2 separate regions of the Sus scrofa genome follow, and region 2 is linked to region 1. Evidence: chromatin contacts called from public Hi-C data. All regions are on one chromosome and are shown on one strand. The core of a region is the stretch at or near the end of the contact, and the rest is flanking DNA. Distances in the headings are between cores, read along the strand shown. Region 1 overlaps SLX4IP (protein SLX4IP). Region 2 overlaps LOC110257380 (a long non-coding RNA gene).

The links. A called contact is a pair of places that touch in the nucleus more often than the background predicts.
Region 2: a Hi-C map of retroperitoneal adipose tissue shows a contact between it and region 1, with 2.0 times the contacts expected there. The contact joins two enhancer-like sites. A contact is called at or near these places in 14 of 47 Hi-C or Micro-C datasets (alveolar macrophages, embryonic fibroblasts, fetal heart ventricle and 10 more) and 1 of 2 datasets of contacts at active chromatin or transcription factors (skeletal muscle).

What each region holds. Positions count from the first base shown.
Region 1 is chr17:19,404,113-19,411,837 of Sscrofa11.1, forward strand. The region is part of intron 2 of SLX4IP (protein SLX4IP); the gene reads left to right. Among named protein-coding and RNA genes, the nearest start is that of SLX4IP, 44 kb to the left of the region's middle. Within about 2 kb of position 5,894, at least 13 of the 83 cell types and tissues checked have an H3K27ac peak or open chromatin away from gene starts, as enhancers often do. A contact at or near this core is called in retroperitoneal adipose tissue, where this site is marked.
Region 2 is chr17:20,475,314-20,482,711 of Sscrofa11.1, forward strand. All of the region lies in intron 1 of LOC110257380 (a long non-coding RNA gene), which reads right to left. Among named protein-coding and RNA genes, the nearest start is that of TRNAC-ACA, 310 kb to the left of the region's middle. Within about 2 kb of position 3,353, at least 8 of the 83 cell types and tissues checked have an H3K27ac peak or open chromatin away from gene starts, as enhancers often do. A contact at or near this core is called in retroperitoneal adipose tissue, where this site is marked.

The DNA of each region.
Region 1 (7,725 bases), core at 4,644-7,143:
ATCCTTCACTTGCCCTATTACAAAGATGAGAGGTTTCTTTCCTCGTGGCTCGTGGGCAGCAGGGAAATCATTCAAACTTAGAGTTATTTCTTACGGGCCTTTTTTCAGTCCCAGAAAGGGATATTGTAATCTTCAACTTGTGGTATGTTTCTTAAAAACGTTTGATCTCAACTTGTTGCCCCTGTTAGGAGATCACAGGGGAAAATATTTTAAGTAATTCTTTTGAAAATAGCCTTTTCAATAGCCAAAATGGCAATGTATAGACTTTGCTTCTATATGGCCTTCAGGAAAGTAAATTATTTTGGTATAATGATGATATAATTCTTTGGACATCATTATATCTTTTTTTTTTTTTTTTTGTCTTTTTAGGGCCACACCCAAGGTGTATGGAAGTTCCCAGGCTAGGGGTCCACCTGAAGCTGCAGCCACCAGTGTACACCACAGCCACAGCAATACCAGATCTGAGCCTCATCTGCGATCTCCACCACAGCTCATGGCGATGTGGGACCCTTAACCCACTGAGTGAGGCCAGGAATCAAACCCTCATTCTCATGGATACTAGTGGGGTTCATTACCACTGAGCCGCAACAGTAACTCCTGCTATATCTTATTTTAATTAGTGTCAGACCATGAGACTTTAATTTTTTTTCAACATCCATACAAAGCATATATGTATGTTATTAACTTATGCTAGCGTAAAAATAATTCTGAGTTGGAAAGTAGATTCAGGATCTCTGGGACACAAGAACTCACTAAGTTCCCTGGATTCTTGGTGAGGGCTGTAGAGGGCATCCTTGTTCTGCGTTTTGTAAAGTAACTGGGCAGACATCATGATCCAAGAAGTGCAGCAGCTAAGGTCTTCTAAAATCGCTGGCTCCTTCCTGAGTTAGCGTGACATCCTGCATGCCCGCGTTTGTTTGCCCCGCCTTTGTTTGCCTGGGAGTAGATGGCCTCACACTTCGCCTGTTAGGCCTGTGGATGTTTTTCATCTCTTCTCACAGTTCTCCTCACCAAGAAACACCACAGCAGTAGAAAACAGAACCACCCAGACAATCCACAGTGGCCTTGGAGAAAGCGTTCGGTGACACAAGACTGCCTTTGGTGTGCTCTTTCCCCCACCCCCCCGCCCCCGCCCCCGCCAACAACATGCATCCCTGAGGCAGCAGTGAGGGCTGAGAGGGAGGATCCCTGTGGCCCTTGGAAGGCTTTGGGACCCCAGCTCAGCCCTGGTCTTGGCAGTAAAGACTGGAGGATTTCCAGTGGGGCAGAGTCCTTGAAGTCACTGTGTCATTCCGTTTAACTGCTCTTCCTGCTCGCCTTTTCTTGTTGTTAATGTTGCTGTGAGTTTTGGGGATGCAGGACAGAGGAAGTGGGAGATGGGGTGGGACTGACAGAGTGTCCTTGTGTCTCAGAACTCTGGAGTGGGGGGCATGGAAATGACATTTCCCGGAAGAGTCATTGCATATGTACAACCATCCAGCCGTTAGTGACATGATGTAAAGATGCACAGTGTGCACTTAGTCTTATCCTTTTCCATGCTTCTCTGAGAAGAGCCTCTTGGAGTACCCGTGATTACGTAATATAGGAAACCAGGCCATTGCACGTGTCACTTTGTGTCACATGTGAGTAGCATGTGACAATATCATTCTGATTTTAGGACCATTACAGACATCAAGTAATGAATAAGACTTTTTTTTGCAGGGGGGTTTTTTGGCTGCACCCCCAGCATATGGAAATTCCCAGGCCAGGGATTGAATCCGAGCTGCCTCTGCAGCCTATGCCACAGCTGCGACTATGCTGAATCCTTAACCCACTGTTCGACAGTGGGAACTCCACAAATGAGTTTTTTAGTGACCCTGCCCAGCAGTTTTGTTATCAAGGTAATGCTGGCTTTGTAGGAGTTTGGAAGTGTTCCCTCTATATTTTGCAAGGGTGATCTGAGGTGAGAAAGAATGTCATGCTGTTTGTTTCACAGAGACGTAGTGTCATATTGATGCTGGCAAGGCGTGTGACAGGTCTAGTGCCCCAGTTCTCATGACCTGAAAAAATTCACCATATATTCTGGATCATACTGAGATCATCATGTCTCATCCTAAGTTTCTGTGGTTCTGTATGTTCTATTCCTGTTACTCTAGGTTCTTTCATCATAGATCCTCAGGTTTTTGAGGAAAGGGTTCTAGAAGGTCAAATGAGCATCAGGCTTTTAATAAAGCTTCCTGCTTTCCCATTGTGGCTTCACCTGTGACTGGGCTTCACTTGTGCTTGTGTTACCTTCCTGAGCGCCCATTTCTTCAACTGTGGGATAGTGCTGTTATTCCCCTGTTTGAGGGAGTTTCTTGTGGGTATCGGAGTAATAATAAAAGACAGTGCTGTCAGAGTGTTTGGGAAAAGAACACTTTATGCATGTCATGGGCCCTCGGTAATTATTTCACAGTGACATTCTGTATAGTATTAGAGGGACTTGACCTGGGTGTCTTATTTGTTCTTAGTCTCGTAATTCTTTGGAGTGAAGACTAGTCTAATTCTTTTCACATGTCAGTTAGTAAATCTTCATTTATCCCTGACAGTCAAGACCCTGGGGTGGGCCCCAGAGACACAGACAAGGGTGATAATTGCCTGTCCCTATCCTTGGAGCTTTGTCATGAGAAATTAATGCGTCAGGATTTAAGCAGCAGGCGTTCCCATTGTGGCTGAGCAGGTTAAGAACCTGACATTTAGTGTCCATGAGGATGTGGGTTCCATCCCTGGCCTTGCTCAGTGGATTAAGGATCCAGCTTTGCTGCATAGGTCACAGATACAGTTCAGATCCACTGTGGCTGGGGCATAGGCCTCTGCTGTGGGTCCAGTTTGACCCCTGGCCTGGGAACATCCATAGGCCACAGGTGAGGCCCTAAAAAGAAGAAAAAGAATTTAAACAGCAATAGGTGAGGGAAACACAGAGACTTTCCTGCAGAGCTGAATTGTGAGCAAATAAGTACAGTAGTTTTGTTCGAATCTGTTTCTTTATGGGATGTCGTGGTAAAGCCATAGGTCACTAGTCCTTGGGGTGCTCTCTTTGTGTGTCAGTTTACAAGGTGGGCTGTAGTGCCAGGTGGCTGAGCTAGAAGTCAGGGGGCTTATGTTTCAGCCCTTACTACTGATTCTTGATTATGGACAGGTCAGTTAACTTCAGTTATCTGTAGCTATGTCACCAGCCAGCCCCCAACCTGTCATAATTCCTTGGGTCAGAAATCTAACTGGGCTGTTTTTCTGCTTTACATGACATTGACTGGGTCACTCACTTGGGTGCCTTCAGATACGGACTGGGCTGGAAAGCTCCAGAAGGCTTTGCGCCATTTTGGGTCCTCCTCCACGATGCCTCTCTCTCTTCACAAGGCATCTTGTCCTTCACTAGTCTAGCTTGAGCTCCCTTAACAGCTTGGCATCAGTTTCTTGGAGAACATGACGGTGGAAGCTGCTAGGCTTCCTAAGGGTTTCATCTGGATTGGAAGACTCTTTCTTCCACTATATTCTGTTGGTCAGCACATCACAAGGTCAGGAGGGAAGAGCAGTGTGCTTGTACGAAGGAAGGGAGCGATTGTGGGGACCATCTGTGAGGGCGTGTTACCACATCTATTCTTGTTTTTTTGCTGTTTTCTTTTTAGGGCCATGCCCACAGCATATGGAAGTTCCCAGGCTAGGGGTTGAATTGGAGCTGTAGCACCTGGCCTACACACCAGATCTGAGCTGTGTCTGTGACCTACACCACAGCTCACGGCAACGCTAGATCCTTAACCCACTGAGCGAGGCCAGGGATTGAACCTGCATCCTCATGGATACTAGTCGGGTTCATTACGGCTGAGCCACCAAGGGAACCCCACCGTGTCTATTCTTATCTCTTAAATGTTTTCTATCAAATGAGGTGTTGAATTAGCAAGTCTCTCAGGACCTGTCTAGCACTATGTTTTTATAATTCCATAAATTTTTATTAGAGGGAGTTTTGATGTGTGGTATAGTGCAAAGAATTTGGGCTTTGGAGGCAGAAAGGCCTGGGTTTGAATCAAGGGCTTAACATTGACCTGCACTTTGGGAGGTGATGAGCTTTTTTTTTTAAGTCTTTCTGAGCTTTTTGTACCTACCTGTTAACATGGGTTAATTAAATCGTGCTAATAAAAACTCCCTTCTGGGATAATTGTCCATAGAGTCATCACTTAGAAAGTGTCATTAGCATTTTTCTTCTTTCACTTTGTTACCTGATATGGGCCTTTTCAAAGTCAATAGTAGTTGAAGACATTAATTGTACTTCATCTTGCTTAATTCTGATATAAAGATGATTAAGTATTTAATCATGTTTTGCCAGTGCACAGATATTTTTCTGAAACCAGAAAAAATTATAAATTTCTATAATTATAAATTATTCCTAGAACATTGTTGTTATTTAGAAAGCATGCTTAAAAATAAGTATTTTGAAAATCCATTTTGATCTGTGAACAGTTTACTTATTTGGCATTTTGGTATCTTTTGTCTGGAAGAAAGAAAAAGCCATGTGGGGTGGCCAGCATTCAGTCTGGCAGTTTGAGCCGGCCGTGGATCCTGGCCTCTGCATCAGCGCTAGTGTGTAAGGCTGGAACATGTGCTTCTGCTGCCATCCTAACCGGGCCCGGAATGAAGCTCAGAGACAAAGGGGAGGAAGAGAAAAGACAGACTCCATTATTCTCTAAGGCACTGCTTCTCCAACTGTGTTCCCTGGACCAGCAGCATTAGCATCTCCTGCACTAATTGCACTATGTTTTTTTAATTTATTATTTTTTTTCATTTTTATTTTTTTCTGCACTTTTGGCATATGGAAGTTTCCGGGCCAGGGATTGAATCTGAGTCACAGCTGTGACCTATGCCATGGCTGCAGCAATGTGGGATCCTTAACTCACTGTGTCAGGGCAGAGATCAAACCTGTGCCTTAGCAGTGACCCATGCTGCTACAGAGACAACACCAGGTCCTTAACCCATTGCGCCACAGTGGGAACTCCTAATTGTACTATTTTTACCATAGTGTTATTATGAGAGTTAAACGAAATGGTGCATATTAGGCGCTTAGCAAAGGTAACCATTTTAATAAACATTAGACATTATGTCAGTAATAATCATCATGACAACAGATATTAATTATTGTGATTAACTTTTTTCTTCCAGGGTGTTTCATGAAGCAGCTTATTTTGCAATTTTTTAAAGCTACCAGAATTCCTATTCATTCTTTTAAAGAATTTTTGCGAATGATCTGTTGCCCTTAACAACATTGTACCTTGTCAAGTAAATGAAGACTTATGTAAGCAATGTCCGAAGGTGCTTCTTACAGAAGCTCATGATTCTGAAGAAGACATTCTTCTGTCTCAAGTGATGTTGAAAGGTCATATAATATAGTTATGCAAATATGGTCAGAGCCTTAATGTTATTAATGTCACTGAATAAGTCCCAGGCAATAACTCTGGAGTTTGCTTTTAAAAGCTGTTCTCTCTCTAGATGCCCCTTTCTTTCTTCGTTTTAGATATGTATCCTTAAACATCTCTATATGGAGTTTTTTTCTTTTTCCTTTTCTTTCTTCCCTTGCTTTCTCCTCCTCCCTTCTGTCTGTCTGTCAGTCTGTCTGTCTGTCAGTCTGTCTGTCTGTCTGTCTCTCTCTCCCCTTTTTTTTCCCATTTGTAGTCAAATAAGGATCATGGTTAACCCGAAAAGGAAGGCCCACAGGGTCTCCGGGTCCTGGGCCAAGCAGGCCTGGGTGGTGGGGACTGGAGCCTCTACACCTCAGCCCACTGCCTCGGTCACTTCCTCTTTCTTTCCCCCTTAACCACTATGTATAAGCCAGATCGCAAAGTGAAAAGCAGTTTATTTGTCTTTGCGGCCTGCTGATTCAGAGGCATGGGTGTTCTCTGGGGTGTCACTGTCTGACCGCTGAGCTGTCAACCATAACTTACCTCCGCCTCCCTCCCGGGGCCTCCATCCAGGACGGGAAGCATGTGCCTTCACGGAGGGAGCCTTGGGTTCAGGCTGTGGCCATTGCTTGGTGGCCTGTCTTGCGTGTGTGTGCTTCCTTGTCGTGACTTGATCGTTTGTCCTCATCCTCTTGTCCCTCCTTCTTTGGGCCAGCATGTGGAGCGGCTCATGTAAAGCTGCTCCTTTTTGGGGAGTGGGGTACCTAGGCCGAGCCAGGGGCCCCCGAGAGCATGGTGCTCCGGTTTCCAACAGTGTCCCCTGGGAGCGCTGCCTTCCCTGGGGGCCTGTGCCAGATGCCTGCCCCGAGTTTGATGTATTAGGTCCCGCACAGAATTGAACTGGGGTCTGGAGGGAGACAACACAAGGCACATGGAAAAGCACTGAGGTCGTCCTGCTCCTTCATAGACAACTGAGAATCCTTATGGGGTGAGGATCTGGAAGATTACTCAAGAGAACCTAGTGCCTTATTTAGAGAGTAAGGACTGTATCGGGCTGCTGCTAATCAGGGCTCTTTGGAGCAAGAAACAATGTGCCTGTGTCAAGTACTGGAACTGAAAAGGATGCTTTATGATAGGGGAGCGGAGTGCCCCAGAGAACCGGCATCCGGCTTTGTGCTTGAGCTTCGGGAAGGTCTGGGGACAGCATTGGGCCTCCCGTGGCAGCTCCATGGGCCTCTCTTTGAGAAGTGGACCCTTCTCTCTGCATTTTCTTTGTTACCTCCCTCTGCTGGCTCTCTCACTGCTCTCCCCCAAGTGTTGTAGATCACAGCGGTTCCTCACCTGCCAAGTGACATCTTTCACAAGTGCATTTATAAGTGCATTCTTCTCCAATAAGCACACTTCCGAAGATGTATCTGGGGAGGCATTCACCTTTGCCCTGATGACTGTGGTGCAGAGGCAGAGACACTTATGTGTACATGGCTGTCTCTGCCCCTGCCCACCCTTGGGCATGGCAGTTGTCAGGATCAAAGGCACAGACTACCCTAGGAGTTATAGAGTCGTATTTTAAGGTCGAGAAACTTTATTAAAGTTTCTCCTTGGCAGTTCCATAGACAGGCTTCTTACAGAACATAATGAGTACTTCAAGTGTACAGAGGCCTCTGGGGCATCCAAGATGCAGCTGGAATAATCTGACCCTTGAGAAGATTCTCTTGGTTACCGGAGATGAAATATCTTGATTACTTACAGTGTGCAGCTTGCATTATTGTTGGTGTGTGTGTGTGTGGAGGCATTTGAAGGTGGTTCACACGTTTGGTGTGTATATGTCCTGACAAACCAAAATATTGCCACAATCCAGAAAAATATCCATGAGGATGTCATTCTAATAAAATTTCTTTTTATTTTTTTTGATAGTATTTAATTTTTATTAAAGTATAGTTGATTTACAGTGTTGTGCCAATCTGCTATACAGCCAAGTGACACAGTCATACATATATATACATTCACTTTCTTATATTATCTTCCATCATGGTCTATCCCAGGAGCTTGGATATAGTTCCCTGTGCTATACAGTAGGACTTCATTGCATATCCATTCTTTTTTTTTTTTTTAATTTATTGTTGTTGTTGTTGTTGTTGTTGCTATTTCTTGGGCCGTTCCCGAGGCATATGGAGGTTCCCAGGCTAGGGGTTGAATTGGAGCTGTAGCCACCAGCCTATGCCAGAGCCACAGCAACTTGGGATCCGAGCCGCATCTGCAACCTACACCACAGCTCACGGCAACGCCAGATCGTTAACCCACTGAGCAAGGGCAGGGACCG
Region 2 (7,398 bases), core at 2,103-4,602, 1.1 Mb after region 1:
CCTGGAGAGTGTGCACAGGACCTGTGAACAGGAAGGGATGTCATTCTGTGAATAATTACAGTATCTGACAAAAGCAAGGGATTTTGTAGATATAACTAAGGTCCCTAATTATATGACTCTAAGTTAATCATAAGGGAGATTATTCTGGGCCTGATCTAATCAGGTAAGTGCCTTAAAAGAGGTTGGGCAGGTCAGAAAAGGAGAAGGTCATCAGAGACACCCTGCCACTGGCTCTGAAGATGCAAATGGCCACGCTGTTCAGAAGGTCCCCTGGCAGGGAAAACATGAGTCTTCTAGGACCTGAGGGACTCATTCTACTACTGTAAGGACTCAATGTAGTCTTGGCCCAGAATTAAAAGAGCTTTAGGTGAGACTCCAGCCCTGACGCCCTGATCTCAGCCCAGTGAGAACCTGAGCAGAGGACTCGACTCAGTTAACTCATGTCTAGACTCCTGACCCACGGAACTGACATACTACTATTGTTCATGTGGTTTTAAGACACGGCATTTGGGGTTATCCATTAGAGAGTAATGAAAAACGACTACAGTTAGATGTGGTAGAACAGAACAGAGAACTGTGTTCCTGAGCTGAGCTGATCCCACTCCCGGCCAATCCACTGGCTCTGCATGACATCGGAAGTACTGGCTGATCAAGGACCCTGCAGTATCTTCAATAGCCAACAACAGGCTTGACTGTGTAAGGCCTGAGTTTTGGTTTTTTTAGGGTCGCACCTGTGGCTATGGAAGTTCCCAGGCTAGGGATCAAATGAGAGCTACAGCTGCCAGTCTATACTACAGCCACAACAACATGGGATCCAAGCCACTTCTGCAACCTACACCGCGGCTCATGGCAACGCCAGATCCTTAACCCACTGAGCAAGGCCATGGGTTGAACCCGTGACCTCATGGTTACCAGTTGAATTCATTTCCATTTTTCCACAATGGGAACTCCAAGGCATGTGATGTCACAGCTCTTAGTGACACCTGGGGGAGTTGGGGTGCAGGCCATGGAGACTAGAGATAGAAAGTATTTCCATCTCCTGTGACAAAGGCTATCAGAGAGGGGTGGCAGGACTTCATCTGCCTTTGCTCACCTGGACTTCCCCCACCCCAAAACAAACAAACAAAAACCTCCCTTTACACGACTGTCCAGAGAAACAAATGAATAGCCATTTGCCCCCTAACAGCAGCATAACTTAAAAACAACAAATTTGGGGCTTATTCCTAGAAGAGTTGTGTTCTCTATGTTGACTTGGTTACTCACTCTAGAAAGAACAGTAACTGGCAACGTGAAATAACTAAAAACAGAACAAATTTCTGCCTGACCAGACATCCTGCTTCTATAACAATTATCTCCATGCCTTCAGCCTCACTCCATACTCTGTTCCCTAAAAGTCGTGGTTAATGCTTATTTCGGTGGCTCTAAAGAAACTAAGCCCAGAGTTCCTATCGTGGCTCAGTGGTTTAAGAACCCGACTAGTATATACATGAGGATGCAGGTTCAATTCCTGGCCTTGCTCAGTGGGTTAAGGATCCGGTGTTGCCATGGGCTGTGGTACATACAGGTCATAGACATGGCTTGGATCCCACGTTGCTGTGACTGTGGAATAAGCCTGGCAGCTGTAGCTCCAGTTCGACCCCTACCTCCATATGCCATGGTGTGGCCCTAAAAATACAAGAGACAAAAAAAACCCAAAAAAACAAAAAAAACACCTCAGCCCAATTGCAAACTTCCTGTCTTTTTACGGCCATACCTGATGCATATGGAGGTTTCCAGGCTAGGGGTCGAATCAGAGTTGCAGCTGCCAGCCTTATGCCACAGTCACAGCAATGCGGGATCTGAGCCGCATCTGTGACCTACATCACACTCACGGCAACGCCGGATACTTAACCCACTGAATGAAACCAAGGATCGAACCCAAGTCCTCACGGATACTAGTCAGATCCGTTACTGCTAAGCTACGGATGGGAACTCCCCCAATTACAAACTTCTGACCTGACCCAAACAGCCATCCCTCTTGTCCTTTCTCTCTTCCCTCAGGAGCCCACAGCTACGATGGCTGGGGCGGCCCTGCAGGGGTGACGGCTTTCATCCTGAAGAATGATGGTGCTTTCGCTCTGGCGCTGGCCCATTTTGGAGGAATTATCCCGCCTGGGGTTCTGCCCATCATATTACAATGAATTACTCTGGAGGAAAAGATTAAACAGTTGGGAAAGCCTGGAGAGGATGAACACATCTGCTAAGAACTCCCATCGAAAATGTTACAAAGTGTTTCTGTTTACTAAATCTTTTGAGACTGAAACTGGTTCAAGGACAACTTAGCTGTCTTGTTTTAAGGAAAGAGAGAGAGATTGGGAAAGAGAAAGGGGTGGGGCAAGGGAGAGATCAGAAAACAGACTTAAGAAGTCACCAAAACTAACTGAAAAATAATACACACATACCTAGAAAGCCATATGAAATTAAAGGTGCTTCTGTGCAGCTTAAATATCTAAAACATGCTTTTAAATGTTATAAATGCATACCTTTAAGATTTATGTATGCATGTAAGACAAAAAAAGATTTCAATAATGCATAACAGTGCTTTATACACAAACTCATGTGATCCCAATTTACGATTGTTTCTAAAGATTGTAATTTTTGGCTCTGTACCTGATTGCAAGAGAGTCAAATCCACAATATCAACAATTTGTTTTTGTTGTATGCCCTGGAATTGTCCCTGCCCTCTAGTAAATACTTCATAAGTTTCAGCAATTATTACACTTTTATGTCATCCCTTGTGATCCTATAAAATAAAATACCCATTATAATAAGGAGAGGGAGTTCCCGTCATGGCTCAGTGGTTAAAGAACCTGACTAGGGTCCATGAGGACTCAGGTTTGATCCCTGGCCTTGCTCAGTGGGTTAAAGATCCAGCATTACCATGATCTGTGGTGTAGGTCGTAGACCCAGCTCAGATCCTGCATTAGTGTTGCTGTGGCATAGGCCAGCAGCTTGATCTCAGATTCAACCCCTAGCCTGGTAGCCTCCATGGGGACAGCCCTAAAAAGACAAAATAATAATAATAATAATGAGATGAGAGGGGGAAAAAAAAAACCTGAAATTGCACAAGATCTGGGGGTCAAAGATTAAGCACCTGCTTTATTATATTTCACCACATGTTAATGCTGACTTTCATTCCTCTAAACGATGGTGATGACACTTAGGTATGATATACAGTCTATTTTATGACTGTGCTGTGGTCACTGAATGCGTATTTGCTTAAACTGTGAAGTCAGACTGGAACATGTAGGAAGTACAGCAACTACCCTCACAAACCCCCACCCAAGATGCCTGGAACCTAACCGCATTCTCCAAAAGCCACAACTGTGCTCTCCCCTCCTCTCCTCTCCCTCCCCCTGTTCCTCCTCCTCCCTGCTTGCTCTCTAGGCAAAAAGACAGAGTCCTATAGACCCCTCCACCCCACCCTACAAAAGCACAAGAAACTGGACAAAGAGCCACAGGCTTGGGGCAGGAAGAAGGGCCTGTGCCGCAGAGTTGACAATAGGTCTCTTTTCTTGGGTTTGTACAGAACGTCCTCCGAATGCGCTTGCTGTGCCCTGTCCCTTCCCTTCCACCAATGGTTAATACAAGCAGGAAAAGGATACACAGATTTTAGAAAAAGAGGGGGGACTCTGGGGCATTTGCTAAAAGCTAGTGGATCTCCAGTTGGGGGAATATGGTCAGTCCCTGACTGTGCACCAACCGCTGGAGGCAGTGAGGGCATCCAAGGTCCAAAAGAGGTTTTCTTGTACCCACAGTGCAGAGCTCAGCTGCCCTCGTTAAAACCATTTCCTCCTTCTTAACCGCTGACTCAAAACACACTCTCATACCAACCAGCCAGGAGTGGGATCACAGGATAGTTCTATATTTAGTTTTTAAGGAAACCCCATACTAGTCTCCACAGTGGCTGTACCACTTTAATTCCCACCAACCCTTGTAAGAGGATCCCCTTTTCTCCAGCATTTGTTATTTGTCACCTTTTTGGGGACGGCGGTTCTGACAAGTGTGAGGAGGTACCTCACTGTAGTTTAGGGTTGCATTTCTCTAATACAATTATGTTGAGTGTCTTTTCATGTGCCTAATGGCCATCTATATGTCTTCTTTGGAGAAATGACTATTTAGATCTTCTGCCTAATTTTTGATTGGTTTTTCTGTTGCTGATGTTATTGAGTTCAACGAGCTATTTGTATATTTTGGAAATTAATCCCTTGTTCAGTTCGTAAATACTTTCTCCCATTTTGTAGGCTTTTTGTTCTGTTTACGATTCCCTTTGCTGTGCAAAAGCTTTTAAATTTAACTAAGTCTCATTTGTTTATCTTCGTTTTTATTTTCATGACTCTAGGAAGTGGAACCAAAAAGACATTTCTGTGATTTATGTCAAAGAATGTTCTATGTTTTCCATTTATCTGGAGAGAACTATAATTTGAAAAGATACATGCACCCAGTGTTCATTGCAGCACTATTTACAGTAGCCAAAACATGGAAGCAACCTAAATGTCCACTGGCAGAGGAATGGATAAAGAAAATGTGATATATATATACATACACACACAGAATAGACTATTACTCAGCCATAAGGAAGAATGAAATAATGTCATATGCAGCAACATGAATGGACCTAGAAATTATCATAGTAAGTAAAGTAAGCCAGAGACAAATCTCATGTGATATTGCTTACATAATTGCTTAGATTAATATTTATAATTTAAATATTATATATATAATATTTAAATACACTTATTTGCAAAACAGAAAGAGACCAACAGACAGAAAACAAACTTAAGGTTACCAAAGGGGAAGGCGCACAGGGAGGGGAAAGGGTTATGAGTTTGCGATTAACATACACACTACTCTATGTAAAACAGACCACCAAGAAGGACCACCTATATAGCACAGGAAACTATGCTCGATATTTAATAATTGATAAAAAAATCTGAAAAAACAATATTTCCTATGTGATGTATAACTGAATCACTGTGCTGTACACCTGGAACACCATATTATAAACCAACTACACTTCAATTAAAAGAAAGAAATTAACAGTTCCCATCGTGGCTCAGCAGAAATGAATCTGACTAGTACCCATGAGAACCCAGGTTCGATCCCTGGCCTCACTCAGTGGGTTAAGGATCCAGCGTTGCCGTGAGTTCCAGTATAGGTTGCAGAGGCAGCTCAGAACTGGTGTTGCTGCGGCTGTGGTGTAGGCCAGCAGCTACAGTTCCAATTCGAACTCTAGCCTGGGAACCTCCATATGCTGCAAGTACGGCCCTAAAAAGACCAAAAAAAAAAAAAAAGAATTAAAAAAATGAAAGGGAGAGTTATCTAGCCTTCAATAAATGTTCATTTGAATGTGGAAAGAAAAACACCCAGCCATCCACACCAGGCTTCTGCCAGGAGCAAAGGCCTGGACGTGGCTTCTCTGTGCAGAGCAGGAGGATGAGGGAAAGGGAACCATCTCCCTGGAAGCCTGGCACTTTTCGGGACCAAGGTTCTGAGTCTCATTAGGCTGCCCTGTTTCTCTCGAGGTTCAGGCTATGTGAACCGGGGCTTATCTGCATTTTAGTTTGTGAGCAGGATTGAGTGGGTGGTGATGAGGGATACATGAAAAGCGTTGGGGGCAGAACTATGGGGAAAGCCACAGCTTTTGGAAGCCTCCCTTCTCCAAACTCTGGGACTTTTGGCTTGAAAAGTCTAGTGCTGCTCTTGATGATTCAAAACATTCAGGGAAGCAGGCACTCAAGCAGGCTCCACTTTTACCTTCAAGGAGCATTTCAGAAGCCAGAATTTCAAGCAAAAGCAATAACTCTCCAAGGGTCCCAAGCCAGACACGCTGCTATCTTATAGGAAGGGAAACCTCTACCATAAGGGAAGAAGGGTCTGCCTATTATTTCTATTTCTGCATCACAAATAGATGCAAGTTTCTCCCTAAATAAGAGTCTTATTTTAGTAACAAACTTACTGAGCCACCTCTAAAATACAGGTAAACTCTTACTAGTCTTTTTAAGTATTCTTATCTTTTTTTTTTTTTTTTTTTTTGTCTTTTCTAGGGATGCACTCATGCCATATGGAGGTTCCCAGGCTAGGGGTTGAATCAGAGCTATAGCCACCGGCCTAAGCCAGAGTCACAGCAACGCGGGATCCAGGCCACGTCTGTGACCTATACCACAGCTCCCAGCAATGCCGGATCCTTAACCCACTGAGAGAGGCCAGGGATTGAACCCATAACCTCATGGTTTCTCATAGGATTTGTTAACCACTGAGCCACGATGGGAACTCCGTATTTTTATCTTTTTTAATACTCAGAGTGTTGTTATGCTATAGACCCATGGGATACCAGAATGCCTTCTTTTTTTCTTTTTGGGCTGCTCTGCAACATATGGAGTTCCTGGGCCAGGGATCAGATCTGAGCTGCAATTGGAACCTATGCCACAGCAACAGCAACACTGTATTGTTTTAACCCACTATGCCAGGCCAAGGATCAAACCTTCATCACTGCAGAGATGCCACAGATCCCATACCCCACACTGGGAACTCAGAATGCCTTCATTTTGAGAAAGAATAAACTGAGACTAGAAACACAGATACACACAACTTAAACTACATCTTCATGTGTCTTGTATGCATCTTAATAAAACCTTCTTCAGTTTAAAGGCTCTATGCATCCTAATAAAAAGCATAAAGCCATTAAACTGAAGAAGGAAATAATACAGCCATTTTTCAAATAGTAACTGAAACATCACTCCTAAGTACTTCTACTATGGATGGATTAGCAAATTTTCTTCTGGTTTTATTTTCTATGACATTGTTTTTTAATTGACGGTGTTTGAGCATTCATACTTCTTGTACAACACTATACCTTTCCATTTTTAAATAATATTAAGAACATACATTTTCATGTCAATTACTTATTTTAGCAATAAAACATCTTCATGAATGAGCATGCCTTCATTTGCTAAATGATTTCCTTGATTTTTAACCTTTGGATAGTTTCCAGTGCCACATTAATATATGAAGAACTGTGATCAAATTTTTGTATTTTTTTTTTTTTTGGCTTAAAAAAAGCAGGGTGTGTTAAATTCAGTCAAAGGTCTAAAGAATATTTTTAGATTCAGATTTTTAAAAGATAGTTGGTACTTTTGAATGAGTGTCTTTGAAATTACCTATGTTCTACGTTGATTTTTCTCTTTTCTTTTTTTTCTTTTCCTTATGTAGTCCCATCTAGGGTTTTTACATTTCTACAAACAAGCAGATGTTAGAGGTATACTGTTTCATGGCCAACTGTTTAAAAATATTTTTGGGGTATTCAGTGAAAAGATCAACTGGAATAAAATTACAAGGTAAGAATTAACTCTGAAACCT